3 separate regions of the Mus musculus genome follow, and all the other regions are linked to region 1. Evidence: chromatin contacts called from public Hi-C and HiChIP or PLAC-seq data. All regions are on one chromosome and are shown on one strand. The core of a region is the stretch at or near the end of the contact, and the rest is flanking DNA. Distances in the headings are between cores, read along the strand shown. Region 1 holds the start of Pinx1 (PIN2/TERF1 interacting, telomerase inhibitor 1). Region 2 holds the start of Neil2 (nei like 2 (E. coli)). Region 3 holds the start of Gata4 (GATA binding protein 4).

The links. A called contact is a pair of places that touch in the nucleus more often than the background predicts. HiChIP or PLAC-seq counts read pairs in DNA pulled down with a chosen protein or histone mark.
Region 2: a contact with region 1 is called in a Hi-C map of CD4 T cells, with 5 times the contacts expected there. The contact joins the promoter of Neil2 here to the promoter of Pinx1 in region 1. A contact is called at or near these places in 4 of 39 promoter capture datasets (cranial neural crest, embryonic stem cells, hippocampal neurons and 1 more), 2 of 484 Hi-C or Micro-C datasets (B cells and CD4 T cells) and 1 of 115 datasets of contacts at active chromatin or transcription factors (embryonic stem cells).
Region 3: a contact with region 1 is called in an H3K27ac HiChIP or PLAC-seq map of extraembryonic endoderm stem cells. The contact joins the promoter of Gata4 here to the promoter of Pinx1 in region 1. A contact is called at or near these places in 1 of 115 datasets of contacts at active chromatin or transcription factors (extraembryonic endoderm stem cells) and 1 of 9 other capture datasets (embryonic stem cells).

Annotation. Positions count from the first base shown.
Region 1 is chr14:63,857,549-63,862,285 of GRCm38.p6, forward strand. Pinx1 (PIN2/TERF1 interacting, telomerase inhibitor 1) reads left to right here and starts at 2,764. Exons shown (of 7, transcript NM_028228.3): 1 at 2,764-2,899. The coding sequence starts at 2,881.
Region 2 is chr14:63,191,068-63,195,804 of GRCm38.p6, forward strand. Neil2 (nei like 2 (E. coli)) reads right to left here and starts at 2,458. Exons shown (of 5, transcript NM_201610.2): 1 at 2,357-2,458; 2 at 638-791. The coding sequence starts at 775.
Region 3 is chr14:63,242,609-63,247,345 of GRCm38.p6, forward strand. It overlaps Gata4 (GATA binding protein 4), which reads right to left and starts at 2,663. Exons shown (of 7, transcript NM_008092.4): 1 at 2,543-2,663.

The sequences.
Region 1 (4,737 bases), core at 1,514-4,013:
AGGCTTGTACTGGTGTTTGTTAACTAAGATTCCTCCTCCAAGTGTGAGTGCATTCACCCTCCTAAATATCTGCATCCAAGGAAATGACAGGAGATATTGTCCTCAGTTATTGTGCTTTGGAAAGACGGGTCTGGAACTGAAGATTGTTGCTCTGTGCCAATGTGTAATTTGCCTGTCTTAGTCCATTTGAGCTGTTGTAACGAAATACTTAAAGTGGCTTATAAATAACAGAAAATTATCCTTCAAGGTCCTGGAGGCTGAGTCCAAGGTCGAATGGCTGCCAGATTTGGTTTCTATGAGGGCTGATTCCTGGTTACCAGAGGCTGTCATGCTGCTGCATTCTTAGAGCATATGAGAGAAGAGGACATCTGGCTTCTCATTCTCTCTCTCTCTCTCTCTCTCTCTCTCTCTCTCTCTCTCTCTCTCTGAAAAGCACCAATCCCATCCTGAGGCTCCTTGGTCATGATCATGCACACACACCCTTAAAGGCACCACTTCCTCATCCCATCTCCTTGGGGGTGAAGGTTTCAGCCCATGAGTTAGTCTCCTTATAGTGGGTCTGCTCTTCTCTCTGAGCTTCCATGTCCCTGCCAGTTGTGGGAGGGACTATTGCTAACAATCCCCGAAGCTACCAGGGCCAACTGCTGCCATGCACCCCATCCCTAGGAGGTTACTGACCTCTTATCAGCCCCTGGCCATTCTGTGTAGTAAAGAAGCAAGCATGAGCATATTTTCTGACGACAAGACAAGCATCGATTGAGCCATTCCCGTTTCTAACCTCCCTCTCCCTTTGCCCATCTTTCTTTTTCTGTTTTGAGCTGTGACAACTTTTACTTTTTACCTCTGATGTTTCAAAAAAGTCACCTTGAATCGGGAATTCCACTCGGGAATTCCACTCAGCACAGTCTTTCTTCCTGGGAACAGCACACCATGGCTAGCTCTAGGAAAGGATACGGCGACCCCTTGCTCAGTCAGGTTCAGGCTACACATGGCTGAATTCCGAGCCCCATTAGCCAATATTAATAATGAAAGAGGAATGACGGTAGAAGGCACAAATGAATCATGTCAACCTGCTCTCTTCCCGGAGAATCACTGAGGATTTAGCAGAGAGCAGGAGTTTCACTCTCACAGCTACAGAATATTTTTTACATAATGCATGCTAAACTTCACACTGACAGTCTCAGGAACTTTTCCGGTTGCCTTTTATTTCTACAATGATTAAATAATTTACTAGCTTACTTTTTTTTTTTTTAATCACCAAGACTAGTTTCTGCTCTAGGCAAAGCCAGGATAGAAACAGGTTCCATACAGTGCCCTAATAAACTTGCTTCAGACTCCAGGGCTGCGTGGATTGCATACTTTCCTTTCTGTCCTCTCCACACTTGCTCCTCCAATTCTTCTTAAACTGGGGTTAATGGACAATAGAAGTTTACGATGCTCCCCAAAGATGTTTTCAAACAAACAAAGGACAAAGACTTTCAAAGGTAGCTGATGCTGTGATCCAGGGACACTCACCAGGAATTCTACTCTTTGGTGAATCTGCCTTGTCCTGTAAAGATCTTTTAGAGAGGAGTGAGGGGTCATACATCAAAGCTGGTGTCCTCACTGAATGTGAGGAAATGCTCCTGTGTGCCCTCCTTCTTTAAAGCTCACCGTTTACCTGGGCTTGGGCTTGGTTATCTAGAACAGGAACCCTGGCCCAGGGAAAGGGAAAGGATTTGGGGCAAAGCCCAGATATCCTAAGTAGGTGATTTGGTCAGACCCAGCCCCATTGCCACACGGTCACATTTACTGCCTCTTCTTTCTTGTTAATAATTGGTGGTCAAGTACACAATCATTCTTGGCTGGGGGCTATCAATGTCCTCATCTTACAGGTAGGTAAACGTGACAGTCATGCCTGATTCTCAGGTCCTCCAGCACAGCCCTATTTCACCAGCACACTGCATCATAGAAGAGTTGCCCTGAGTGCATCGGGGGTCTACATGGTATCTTGTTAGGTCTGATGAAAAATGGATGTGACCTTCCTAAGGAAAGACAAAACGAGGGAAGAAGAGCCTTTGGAAGGTAAGGGCACTGGCCGGTGCTGAAGGCATGGCTAAACAAAGAAGATTTGAGAAAAGCTAAGGTCTATTTGGAAGTCGAAGCCTTGACAAAGAAAGGGACGTTGAAGGGAGAGGCTAGAGGAAAAAAGGGCAAATAAACAGCGTGGGAGATAGCTGAGGTCACACCTTTGGAGGAGACAGGACAGCAAAAAGAGGGAACAGAATGTGACAGGACGCATTGAGCAAAAATGCCAGGGAGAGCGATGGAACTGGGAAAGGCCTCTGGGATTTAAGTCTGTCACAGCGAAGACCACGAAAGAGTTAACATTTCTCGGCCGGCCGTTAAGCACAAAACCACGGTGTTTCATTTGACTTTGCCAGCTAGGTGGCTGTTTCTGCCTTCTCTCCCTCCCTCCCTCCTCTCTCAGCATCCCACAATGGGCAGAGGTAGAGTGTGAAGAGCATAGGTCCCTTCCAGTGCCAATACCTTCCTCTTCGGCCGTCTCTCCAGCTCTTTAAATGTACCCATGGTTCACAGAACCCCGGACAACTCTAAGGTTGCTTGCACACCCGCTTTCAGAGTTAAACTGCGAACTGCGCACGAACCAGCTCTGCCCCAGCCCTAGAAAGAATCTGTGCCTCAGTCCCCCAAGGCGGGTCCGCCCCTCCGCTTCATGCAGTTGGTAGCGAGTCGCGCGTGGTGACGTCAGTAGTACGCGCCCCAGCGAAGCTCTCCACCCGGCGTGCTTTCCGAGCCGGCTTCTTCCTTAACCGCGCTTCAGGTTCCTCATAACCGCTGGGCGTCAGGCCAGAGGCAGCGTTCGACAAACTTGAGACAATGTCGATGCTAGCAGAGCGTGAGTGTCTGCCGAGCTGGACGACCGGGTGATGGGATGACGGGGGCGCGGGTGTTCAGGCCCGAGTGGGGACAGCAGTGACTGCCGGGCCCGCGAGGGACAGAGAACAGCAACGTCCCGCAGACTCAGTTCCTGGTACTAAAGGCTCGGGTCGTGCGCGCACGCGTGCATTCCGACATTCAGGACACCGAGTCTCAGACTGTTGTTCCTGGAGATTCTTTCACTTTTCCAGGCTCGAACCAAGTGTCCTGGGGTTTCACAAAGATAGGTCCCATAGCATCGCTTCAGGCCCTGAATTCCAACTGTCCAAAATGTATTGGACCCAGAGGAAAAAAGCAGAAGGATTACAAGTGTCAGGCAGTGATAAGTTCTTGACCGGAGTGCAGGCTGATGAATGGTTTTAATCGAGACTGAGAGATAGTAGCTGTGGTTAGCCTCTGAAGTCCACTAATTCCCTCCCCAGAAGCTACTTTGTTCCTGAATGAGACTACGTGTAGCTATGGATTCTTGCCACCAGTTGGCAGTCGTGTGATGCTCACAAAGAACTGGCTTTTAACTTTTCCTGGAAGTTGTGTAGCTATCAAAGAACATAAACATATTATTTTCTTTTTTAAAAGATGCCATCGTGTCTATCGGGCAGTGGTGGCGAACTCCTTTAACCCCAGCCCTCGGGAGGCAGAGGCAGGCGAATTTCTGAGTTCGAGGCCAGTCTGGTCTACAGAGTGAGTTCCAGGATAGCCAGGGCTACACAGAGAAACCCTGTCTCGAAAAAACAAAACAAACAAACAAAAAAAGTCACTGTGGCGTTTTAGAACAAAGCATGTTTTAGTGGAGCACACTGCTTTTCCTGAAGGCAGCTCAATAGGTTATAGACTGGAAACTGCTCTTTCTAGGTAGATCCCTCTTCCTGGCAGTTCACCTGGTCTCTACTTCCATGAAAATGAACTAGTCTCTGCCTCACCCAGGCTTTAAAGATTTTAGTGAGGTAACTGGATGAATCTAGTTTGGAATGTCAGTGGTATACAGGATGAACAAGTGACCTGACAGCCAGTTCTTTATGCAGCAGGGCAGTGCATCTTGGGTCAGTATGTGACAGGGATGCCTTTCTTAGGGGAGAGGCGGGCTCCTTACAAACCTTGGTCAGCAACCCTTGGCAGGCATTCTCCACACATGGGTCTGACACACACATGCAGAGCACTGGTTAATATGGCTGTCTTTGCTGTGCTCATGAGCAAGACAGTGTTGTGCTGAGTATATTATATACCAGGTTGTTGAGCTGGTATCTATGGAACAAGTTTTTGGATCAGCTTTCCCTCCCCAGGTATAGCACTGCAAATTTGAATCCACAACTCAGTTTGCTTTGTGGTGCCCTCCCCCACCCCCGGCCTGCATGCTTATAGTGTTTCTTGGTTTTGCTGGGGTGTTTATAGATAAGGATCCCTACTGATTTTACGTGCAACACAGTGAGCTCTTTTGAGTAGATGTTGTGATCTTTTTCAGTTTTGAGGCCATTGATGTTAGTGTGCTTCAATGAATGCCATGGGTTAGCAGTAATGACATTCAATCTCCGGATTTCTTACTTGGCCTCACCTTTAGGTTCAGATTCATGTTCTATTGACCTAGTGGGTCATAGTTTTTCCTCAAATTTGTAATAGTGAAGCCAGATGTGATGGCTCATGCCTGTGATCCCTGCCAAGTGGTGGAGGATGGTTACCAGTTCAAGGCCACCCTAGGCTACAGAGCCCGACTGTCTCAGATAGCAGACAATAAAGCTACAGTGATAAGCTTGAGTTCTTAGGGACCAGTTATTTATATTCATTTCGGAGAAAGCTTTACCT
Region 2 (4,737 bases), core at 1,208-3,707, 670 kb before region 1:
GTAGAGGTTATCCCAGAAGGACAGAGGACTCATCTCTCAGCCAGTGTAAAGCAGGCAAGGCAGGACAGGATGGCACAGTGGCATCTGAAGAGAGACTAAAATTACCATGGTAAACTGAAGAGATGGGAGTGGTAACAGAATTGAAGAACAACAGAACAATGTGCCCAAGCAGGGGAAACATGGCCACACCCTGGGTAAGCATTAACTAGGCTGCAGGCAACTAGTGCGAGCAAAGAACAACTTGGGGCAGGGGTCGGTCCACGGGAGTCCCTGAGTGCCCTGGAGGAATTCTCCCACTCGGGACGAGGTCTGAATTCAGATCCTTGACAGTGTCCAGCCCTTACGTCACAGCTGGCTTACGGGGACCCGGGGCACCGCATCGAAGACGCACATAAGTCAAAAGAGTTCTTCTGATCCTGCGTGGGGTCATCAGGTCCATCCTTTTCAGACATTCTTCACAGCCCCCAGTCCATTGTGACAGGATATGTCACACCAAGAGCAAGGCCACATGCAGTCCTAGCGTGGCTGTCCAATGCTTAAAGAAAGGATACCACTAGCCATCTTCAAGGCTACATGTCTCCAGGGGAGGTGGGGTGAACCAGCACAGCTGTGTGAGACCTGGGGAAGCAAGACTCACCTGAGCATCCTGGAGCCACAGAGACTGAAAGGCGGCAGGGTGGAGCTTCTTACTGCTGCCCCCCGTCTTGACCACCTTCTGGCCCACAAAGGGGGAGACAAGATGGTGAAACTTCCTCACAGATGGCCCTTCTGGCATCTCTGCCGGTAGAAAGCTACAAAGGAGACCCCTGACTTAGCCTGGCCTTCCCTTAGCCCAGCATGTCTGATGACCAGTGTGGCACCCCAAGGAGTGAGTTTGGGCCACCCACTTTAAGAATATAGATGCCAAAAACCAGCTGAACTGAGGTGTGGTGTGTGTGTGTGTGTATGGGGGGGGAGGGTCAAACCTCAGAGAAGACTGAGCTGGGAAAGGGATAAGGGCTTCTCAGCAATGGTTTCTCTTCCTGGCCCCTCAGCCTTAACCACACAGCAAATACTAATCACTATAGTGTGCTAGATGTCACGTAGCAGGTACTGTCTACTTCGAAGGTGCTGCCACCTCAGTGGTCAGCCACTCCTTGTTTGGTTGGTTAAGACAGAGTCTTGCTACTCCATAGCTCTAGGTGAGCTGAAACTACGTAGTCCTAGCTGTCCTCAAACGTTCATTCCAACTCTCTTCTGACTGATCCATACTTGGATCTGGCTCTCTCGGGACCACCTCAGGTAAAGGAGATCGGAACTAGTTATGTGATCTCTAGAAATGGTTCTCTATCTGTAACCACAGTGCTGGCAGAACTCGGAAGCATGACAAGTAGACAGCAGCCAGGCAGGTCTACACGTCACCCCTCCCCTCTCTGTCCTCAACCATCCAAAGTCACCGGGAGCCACCAGGATGAGATCGCCTGGGTAGCCTACACCCAGACTTTACTGAGCAGGCGTTGTCCTCCCATCCCCCACTCAAAGCTCTACCTAACCTCACCCGCCACTTACCAACACCACGCTCATAAATTGAGGTAAAAATCAACAAAGGCATACAGCGGGTAGTTATTATTGCAGTGTTTCTAAAAGCCAGGGTGGCTGTTAAGCCTCACTCTGTAGCCCAGGCTGGTCTTGAACTCTGAACAATCCTTCTGCCTCAGTCTCCCAAGTGTGAGCCATATACAACTTCCTCCCTACTAAGACATTTAAAATATACTTTAATCGAAGAATCAGGATGCCCCAGACATCCTGAAAATTCTCGTAGCTTCATAAATAACACAATCAATTATGCGATTTTTCTTTCTATCTTGAGACAGGTTTGCCTATATTTCAAATGCCAAGCTGGCCTAGAGGCCACTGTGTATGAGTGGTCTCCAGCACATCACAACCCCTGGTTTATGCTCAAACCCAGGGCATCTTGCAAGCATCCCTTTACCAACTGGGCTACGGCCTCAACGATGCTTAACTAAATTCATTTGCGCTTAGATTCCCATTCACACACTCGGAAATGTGGTAACAGTTCACCTACTCTGACCTTCAGGGAAAGCTGCCGGGCTGGAAGCCAGCTTGCCAGGCACTGGTACCCTAACCACCTCTAAGTTCAGTCTTCCTGGCTACCGGCAGAGAAAGTTCTGGAAAATACCGCCAGTATGATGCAGCATGCAGCCCTAATCTTAAATCTCTCCGGCAAGCCTTTAATCCCTCAAGGCCAGCCACACAACTACACAGAGGCCCTGTCTCAAAACAGACAAACAACTCTCCGCCCCTAGGTATGGTTTGATGGACAGGAAAAGAATGGGAAGAGCTGATGAGAGAGAACCTTGGGCTTCGTCGCTAGGGTGAGGTGGCCAGGCTGCGCAGGACGTGGTCCCTTTTCTCCAGGAGCCAGGAGAAAGTCTTAGGCCACAGCGTTTCCTAACCCTTCCGAAGGGGGAGGGAACACATGAGGGTCACGAGGGCTCAGGGAGTCGGAAGGCAACGTGATCAACAAAAACAAACTTACAACCAGGCTGCGCATGTCCAGAAGAGACACTGCTTAATTTTTCTGTGAAAACAAGTGTTAACTACGTGCACGTGTGGGCTACAGAGGGCAGGGAGGAGGCTGACGCAGCCCCAGGTGGGTCCCGGGAAGATGTACGCTCCCAGCAGTCGCAGCAGGAGTCACCATCCACCTGCGCCTTCCAGACCAGGGCGGGGAGGACGAGTTCAGCCATTGGAGCGCACGGGGTCCGTAGCCCGGTAGCTGGGGTTCCGCTGGCTCCTCCCCGGAGGGGACCGGAAGCTACTTCCTGGACTCAAGGGCTCCTCCCCCGGGCCGAGCTGGTCTTGGAGGTGGGTGGGGAGCTGCGGATTCCTCTCCTGTTAGATGCTGAAGGTGGGGTACATCCCTGATGAGGAGCTTCAGGTTTCTTCCCTGGAGGCGCTGCAGGTGGGGGTTCACTTCGGGATGGGTGATGGAGGCATCTCTACTTGGGCTCCCCCTGCAAGTAGGAGGGATGTTGCGGTCTCCTTCCCGGGGTGACCACTGGAGGCTCATCTCTCTGTCTCCCCACCCCTACCATCGCCCCCTCCCTCTCCCCTCCTGAAACCACCACCGTGATTCAAGCTCTTTCTCTGGGAAATAACTCTGGGAGCACCTTCGCCTACCCTCCAGAGTCACCATACCTCTGAGTTATCCCTCCCCATCTCAAGTCTCCCCGTTTCCTCTCCCAGGCTTGCCTGGGAAAGAGTGGACTGGTACTGAGAATAGGCAAGCGCTCAGAATCCAAAGGTCTTGAGTGGCTCAGGCCAAGGCAGACATTTCAGTTTCTCCACACCCTTCGCGAAGGTTTTTTTGTATGGGTTTTGTATTTTTGAGACAAAGCCTGGCTAGTCCTGAACTCGTGCATGAACCGACAAAGTTAGTTCCTTTAGTACTGGGATTTTTAAACACGGCTAGCACACCTGGCCTGTAACACTTTTAAAGAGTGAGATTTATTTACTTTTGCTTTGTATTATTTTAATCATCTTTGAGTTTATACTATACGCTTTTAAAACGTTGTGTATTGAAGTGTTTTCTTAAGAGATTAAAGATGATACCAGGTTATTCAAAAAATAGGTCGCCAAGAACGGTTGGAGCCAGCACTGTACAGGATGTCAAGAGACCTTTGGTGAACTCCGTGGCCTTCGGAAGTGGCTAAGGTGTCAGTCTCTGAACTTGGCCGGCATGGGGGAGACAGCCCTGCTTCAAGGAGGGGTTCAGCTAGCCTTCTACCATATCGCTGACTGTAGGGCAAGAATAGGAAGTAAGGAGAGGAGGCCTCTAGTATCTCAGAGGTACAAAGCTCCCCTCAAGGCAGAGGGTGAGCTTGAAGGTGCGACATTTGCAGGAGGGGGTCCCTTCTTTTTGTGTATATAAGGACCGGGGCATGTGTTCCCACTTTCGGTATCTGGCATCTTGGGAGACTCACATCTTCTGCAGGATACAGTATGTCCCTGTGGCAGCTTTCACACACACACACTCCTACCTACCTATAAGCCATATCCTAAAGATAAGCCTTGCCTTATCTGGTGGAATTGGAGCTGTGCACCTAAGAGATCTCTTCTGAGCCCAAGGGACTTTGCAGCTGAGAAAAACCAACAGCTCACAGTTTGCTGCTGTCACTTATAATCACAAGTACAGTTTACTGAACACACACCTTGTGCAAGTCACCATGGAAAGTCTTTAACCAGTCTGACTGCTTCATTAGCTGTGAGAAAACAGTATCTAAATCCGGTCTTTAAATGGAACATCTGTGTCATGGTGTTACAGACATAAAGCCACACTCTGTAAACCCTGATACGTATATGAGTCACCCAGAAACGCTTAAGTGTAGGTTATGAGAAATCTGTCACAGGACCAGAGATGTGCCTTTCTGGCACTGATGCTGCTTGTATATTTATTAAAAGACCACACTCTGGCTTGGAGAATGGATCTAAGAAGTCACATTTGTTGAGGGAATGCTTGAGATATTAGTTAGGAAACATTCACAAGCTAAGGATTGTTCAACTCAGGCTGTGCAGGGGCTCCACAGATAGTAAGGTTCTTATTCCACGGGAGTGGAATTCTGGAATCCAAAAGACAGGTTTTACATCTTGGTTCCGTAGTACTTCTGTGATTTCCGACATGTGACTTGAAACCTGTACTTTTGTGTGCAAACCATGTTTGCAAAGACGTACAAA
Region 3 (4,737 bases), core at 1,413-3,912, 620 kb before region 1:
TGTGGGGGGGGGTGTCCCTCTATTTTCCTAACACACCTGTTAATTCCAATCCTTCCTCTCTGAACCTCTATTAAGTAAAGGTGTCTACATTCATTGTTTCACTGAAGACAAGACTGCAGTATAGGTGAAACTTGTTGAAGATCAACGGACACTTGAAGTGGGGCACTGGAGGACTTTGAGTATTTGCAATTCCCCTTGAGAAGAGGCAGCTACTTTTGATTGGTTTCTATTTTAGTCAGTGATGCATCTGCAGTAATATTAAATGAACTAGATACAAACCCTGGGGCCTGTCCCCTTCCTGAATAAATAACTTTCGACACTTCAGTCCCTCATCTGTAAAGTGCAAATATTATAGGTGTCTTACAGTCATTGGAGGATTATGGCTGTATTATAATGCAATACACACAAAACATTCATGACCAGATCTTAGAAGCCTTAGGCACACACATGATTCAACAGCCATGAATGCAGATCTCCAGGTTACACCACAAGAGAGTACCTGGGATGTAATTTATACTTACGATAAATCATCATCTTTATTACTGTAAAATTCTGGAATTGGGCATTTAGTATATGCACTAATGTTTCCCCCATCTTTGCATCATCTCTAGCAACAAGGAAATCATGACAAAGTGTGCGGTCACACGGTGACTGATAAATTGTTTTATATTTACTTCTTCAAAATGTGCAATAAACTACCAGCTTGGTGGTTGAATATTTCCTTCTAGCAATACAATAAACTGTCGGCTTAGTGGTTGGACATTTCCTCCTAGCAAATTTGGCTGGAGGATGGATACAAGAAACTTGACCTAAGATCACCAACTTTTCCCTTTAAAAAGAAAGGCATAAAGTTTTAAACTTTCTGGAAATCTCTGGACTCCGATAAGCAACTATGCAGATTTACATTGATTAAAAAAAAAATCCACCATTCAATTTTTAAGTCAAGTAGTTGTCCTAATTAATTACACTTTCTATAATGTCAACTCAGGAAGTTATTTTTTTAAGGTAATACACGTTTTCTTTTCTTGACTAACAGCAGTTAAAAGAAGAGATTTAGAATTCTGTAATCTAACTTACAGTATACGTGTGGTGTTAATGTGCAAGCCTGAAAAACTGCAAGCACTAAATCCGTTTGGGATCGCAGGCTTGTGGGCAGAAGCTCTCTGAAGTTTCAAATGAGTGATGCTTTAACCTGATGTTGAATTTCTAGAACAATAGAAGGTGGAGAAGATATCCCTCTTTTCTGGAAAGGCCAGAAACCATTCTCCTGGGTGGATTCTTGCCTATCTATGATCTGGGGCCCAGTAACCTCCATCTTTTCACTTAAGTCTAGTCCGGCCTGGCCTAGACTTTTCTCTCTCTTTCAAATCACCCTACAACGTTCATCCCAAGTTCCCCAACAGAAAGAAAATTATTTCTCTTTTCAGGATTTAGTCCACAGCTTTTCTGGAACCTGTTTTTGAGAGTCAGAAAATACACCGCGCTGGAATGTGTCTTTTTACAGGTCTTTCCTTTAGGCTCCCGCGGGTCTCTCCGGTCCCCGCCACACTGAGAATGGTCACTAACCAACTTATACACTAACCCTCCGTAATCTCCCCAGGTAACCTTTCTTTCTTCTAATGTCCGAAGCGTCCTTCCTGGCTGCCTTCCTTTTCCAAAGGTACAGGAAATAAATTCCCGAGGTGCTTCCCAGCAGCGCGGCCTTATTTCCCCGGATCCTTTACTGCCTCGGGTCCCTCACTATCCTCTTCCTTTCAACCGAAAAGCCCCTCTTTCCTTCCACCTGGTGAAAGTTCATCACCCAGACATCTCTTCCCCAAGAGTAACAACTGCCAACTCTCCCGGGTCACATCCAAGCGATAGAATACGTGAATCAGGGGAGCTTGAGCCGACTACCCAAGACTATCCCTGATTTCCGCCGGGGTTTTGGCCCTGGGTCGCTTTCTCCCCGAAAGCGGTGTATGTGGGTAGTATTCAGCAGTGCATAACACACACAATTCCTGAGCCCTAGAGGAGTTTGAGGAGGTTGGACAGAAAGCAGAAGAGATCCGCAAGTTTCCGAGCCTATCTCCAAGGGCCTCCAGCCCTCCCCCAGGTCCCAGGGCTGCCTGCCACTGCCACTCTGCACTCCCTGCGTGGCAGGCTGGAGACACTATCCTATCTGCACCCCAAAGTGTGGGCTATGCGGCCTGTCCAGGGTCAGTCGGTCAGAGAGATTACACGGGCCCTGGCCAGTGGGATGGAAGGCAGAGTTGGAGAATCTGCAAACAGGACGGATTAAAAGGATTCATGTTCCCTCCCAAACAATCCAAACGCACCTCTCCAGCACCCATCAGTTTTTGCTGCTAATCAGTCTCACTTGATTTAATAGTCCTCGCTAGGCCAAAGTCAAAAGCGGAGCAGTTTTTAGCCAATCTGGGGGCACTGGAGTGACCGGCGTCTCCTTTCCCAGCTACCTACCTCCCTATTCCAGGCAAACTAGGGCGGCGGACTTGTGAGTTTCTCCTGCCCCGGAAAAGAGCAGGGACTCGGGGAACCCTACCTGGCCAGCTCCAGTTTCCCAGAAAACCGGCGCGATCTCCGTGAGTCCGCGGAGCTGCAACTGCGGCTGAGCCTCGGGCGGCCACTCTGCGGGCCTCCGGCTTGTCCCCTGCTCCCGGCGCGGTTCCCCGGGCCCCCGCGTAGCGATCGCCTGCGCTGACTGGCCTAAGGGAGTCACGTGCAAGGGCGGGGGCGGGGGAGCCCGGACCCGGCAGCACCTCCGCCCGGCGCCCGCCCGCAGGACTCTTCCCAAAGCTCCCCCAACAGGCAAAGTCCATGCGCGCGGAACTCTCGGGGAAGGAAAGCACTCAGTGCCGGGCGCTCCGTTCTGCCCTCAGTGCAGCCCGACGTCCTTGCGGTTTGCTGCTCTGCCAAGGATCGTGTTTATTCTCCTTCTCTTTCCTCCCTACTCTCAGTGGTCCACGTCCAGCGCCCTGTTCAAGGGGCGGGGCTGGTAGAGGAGAAGGTGACCTCGCACACTGGGCTCATGGTCGCCGGTGGGGCACTGGGTCACCCGGGATGCCTTGCTAGCCTCAGATCTACGGGGCCCTTGAAGTGAGCTCGGGAGAGGGTCAGGAGGCACTAAAACCTGAACTGGCCCTTAAGGTCAGTGCCTAGAGACGCAAGCGCTCTTTTCTCCTTCCCACGAGCCGGTGGAGACTGCAAGGCGCCGAGAACCTCCACCAGCCCAGGAGTTTATGTATTTATACAAAACGCGCACCCCTCGCCGCCGACACTTCTTCCCACTCCTGCGGTCTCCCGTCCCTTCTCATCACTCCCTGTAGCCCTCACCGACTGGGGTCCAATCAAAAGGATGAAGTGGGGGTGGGGAGCCTGGTCTCTAACCTTAGAGCCCATTCAAGGACTGTAGTTCCTTCCCTAGGGTGGGGGTAGGGAGGGTGCCAGACCTTAGTTTGGAGTCGGCGTCAGTGCCTGTAGGCCCTGGCGCAGTGGAGCTGTGAGGGGAGAGTCCCTCAGACAGGTCTAAAGGTTAATAGAGCAATCACAGGGCCCTATTACCGCGTAAAAATAACCCATCGATTACCACAGCCTTCAGCTGCAGATAACAGCTCTCTGGTGGCTCTCGCGCTTTGGGCTAAACTTTTTTTTTTCTTCTTTTAAGCCCTCATTTCTCTCCCCGGCACCGGTTTCCAATACAAGATTAGAGGGGTCAGGAGAGGGCTGGAATACCACCTGGTAAGAACCCTGTGCAGCCCGAGAAGGCTCGGGATGGCACCGGCTCCCGCAGTTCGAGGACTGACTGCAGATTGCTATTGCTATTGCCCCGCCAGTGCAAAAGCAACCCAGGCGCTAGGAACAGGCTGGGACGCCGAGCCAATTGAAAGGGAAAACCCGTGGGACTTTGGCCAACCCGTGGGGATCTCAGGAAAATCCCAGAGGAAGGACTGAGCACGGCTGCGCCGGGGGAATTCTCTTTTCCAAACCGAAGGGGCCCGAGGTCCAGAGCGGCTCTAGAGGAGAGAAAACTGAGGCCCGTCAGGGGTGCTGAGCTGCCCGCACTCTGGCTTGATTTACCGAAGTAGCCCCGGGTGCCGCCAGTTTGAGCCCTTGGGCGCCCCGGAAGCTGGGGCCCCATGATTAGGGTCCCTTCTCCAGCCCCCCCCCCCAATCCTAAACAATGCCAGTCAGAATCAGGGCCTGCAGGTTCGAGATCTGGTAAAGTTTTAGGGATGGTATTCTGAGGATTTCAGAGGCCATCGCTGAGCATCAAGGAACCCTCCCACAACATCTCCTCTGAGACTCTCGGATGAATGCAGAGAATGGCGTGGCCCTTGCTTTATTTTACAAGAAACCCTCAACTACCTGGTGAGCAGAAGAGAAACGAAGCCAAAGGCCCACAGCCCAAGCCAACGAGGCGTGTCTGTCTCTCTGTCTCTCTCTCTCCTCTCCCCCTTTCTCTCCCTCTATCCCTCCCTCTCCCTCTCTCTCCCTCCCTTCCTCCTCCCCCTCCCCCCCCCCTCTCTCTTTCTCTGACTTGTGTGCCTTAGATCTCAGATTTGCCTCACTGTAGTGTCCCTCATAGACCAAAATGCGCTAAGCTCCGGGGCCAAACCTAGCGTTCCTGGTTTTGTTACCCATGAAGTCTGAAGCTCGGGGCTTAAGTGTCTGGGGGAACAGCCATGTGTGATACGCCTCTGTGTCGCCAAGGTCTCCAACAGCTGCCAGGCGACATTC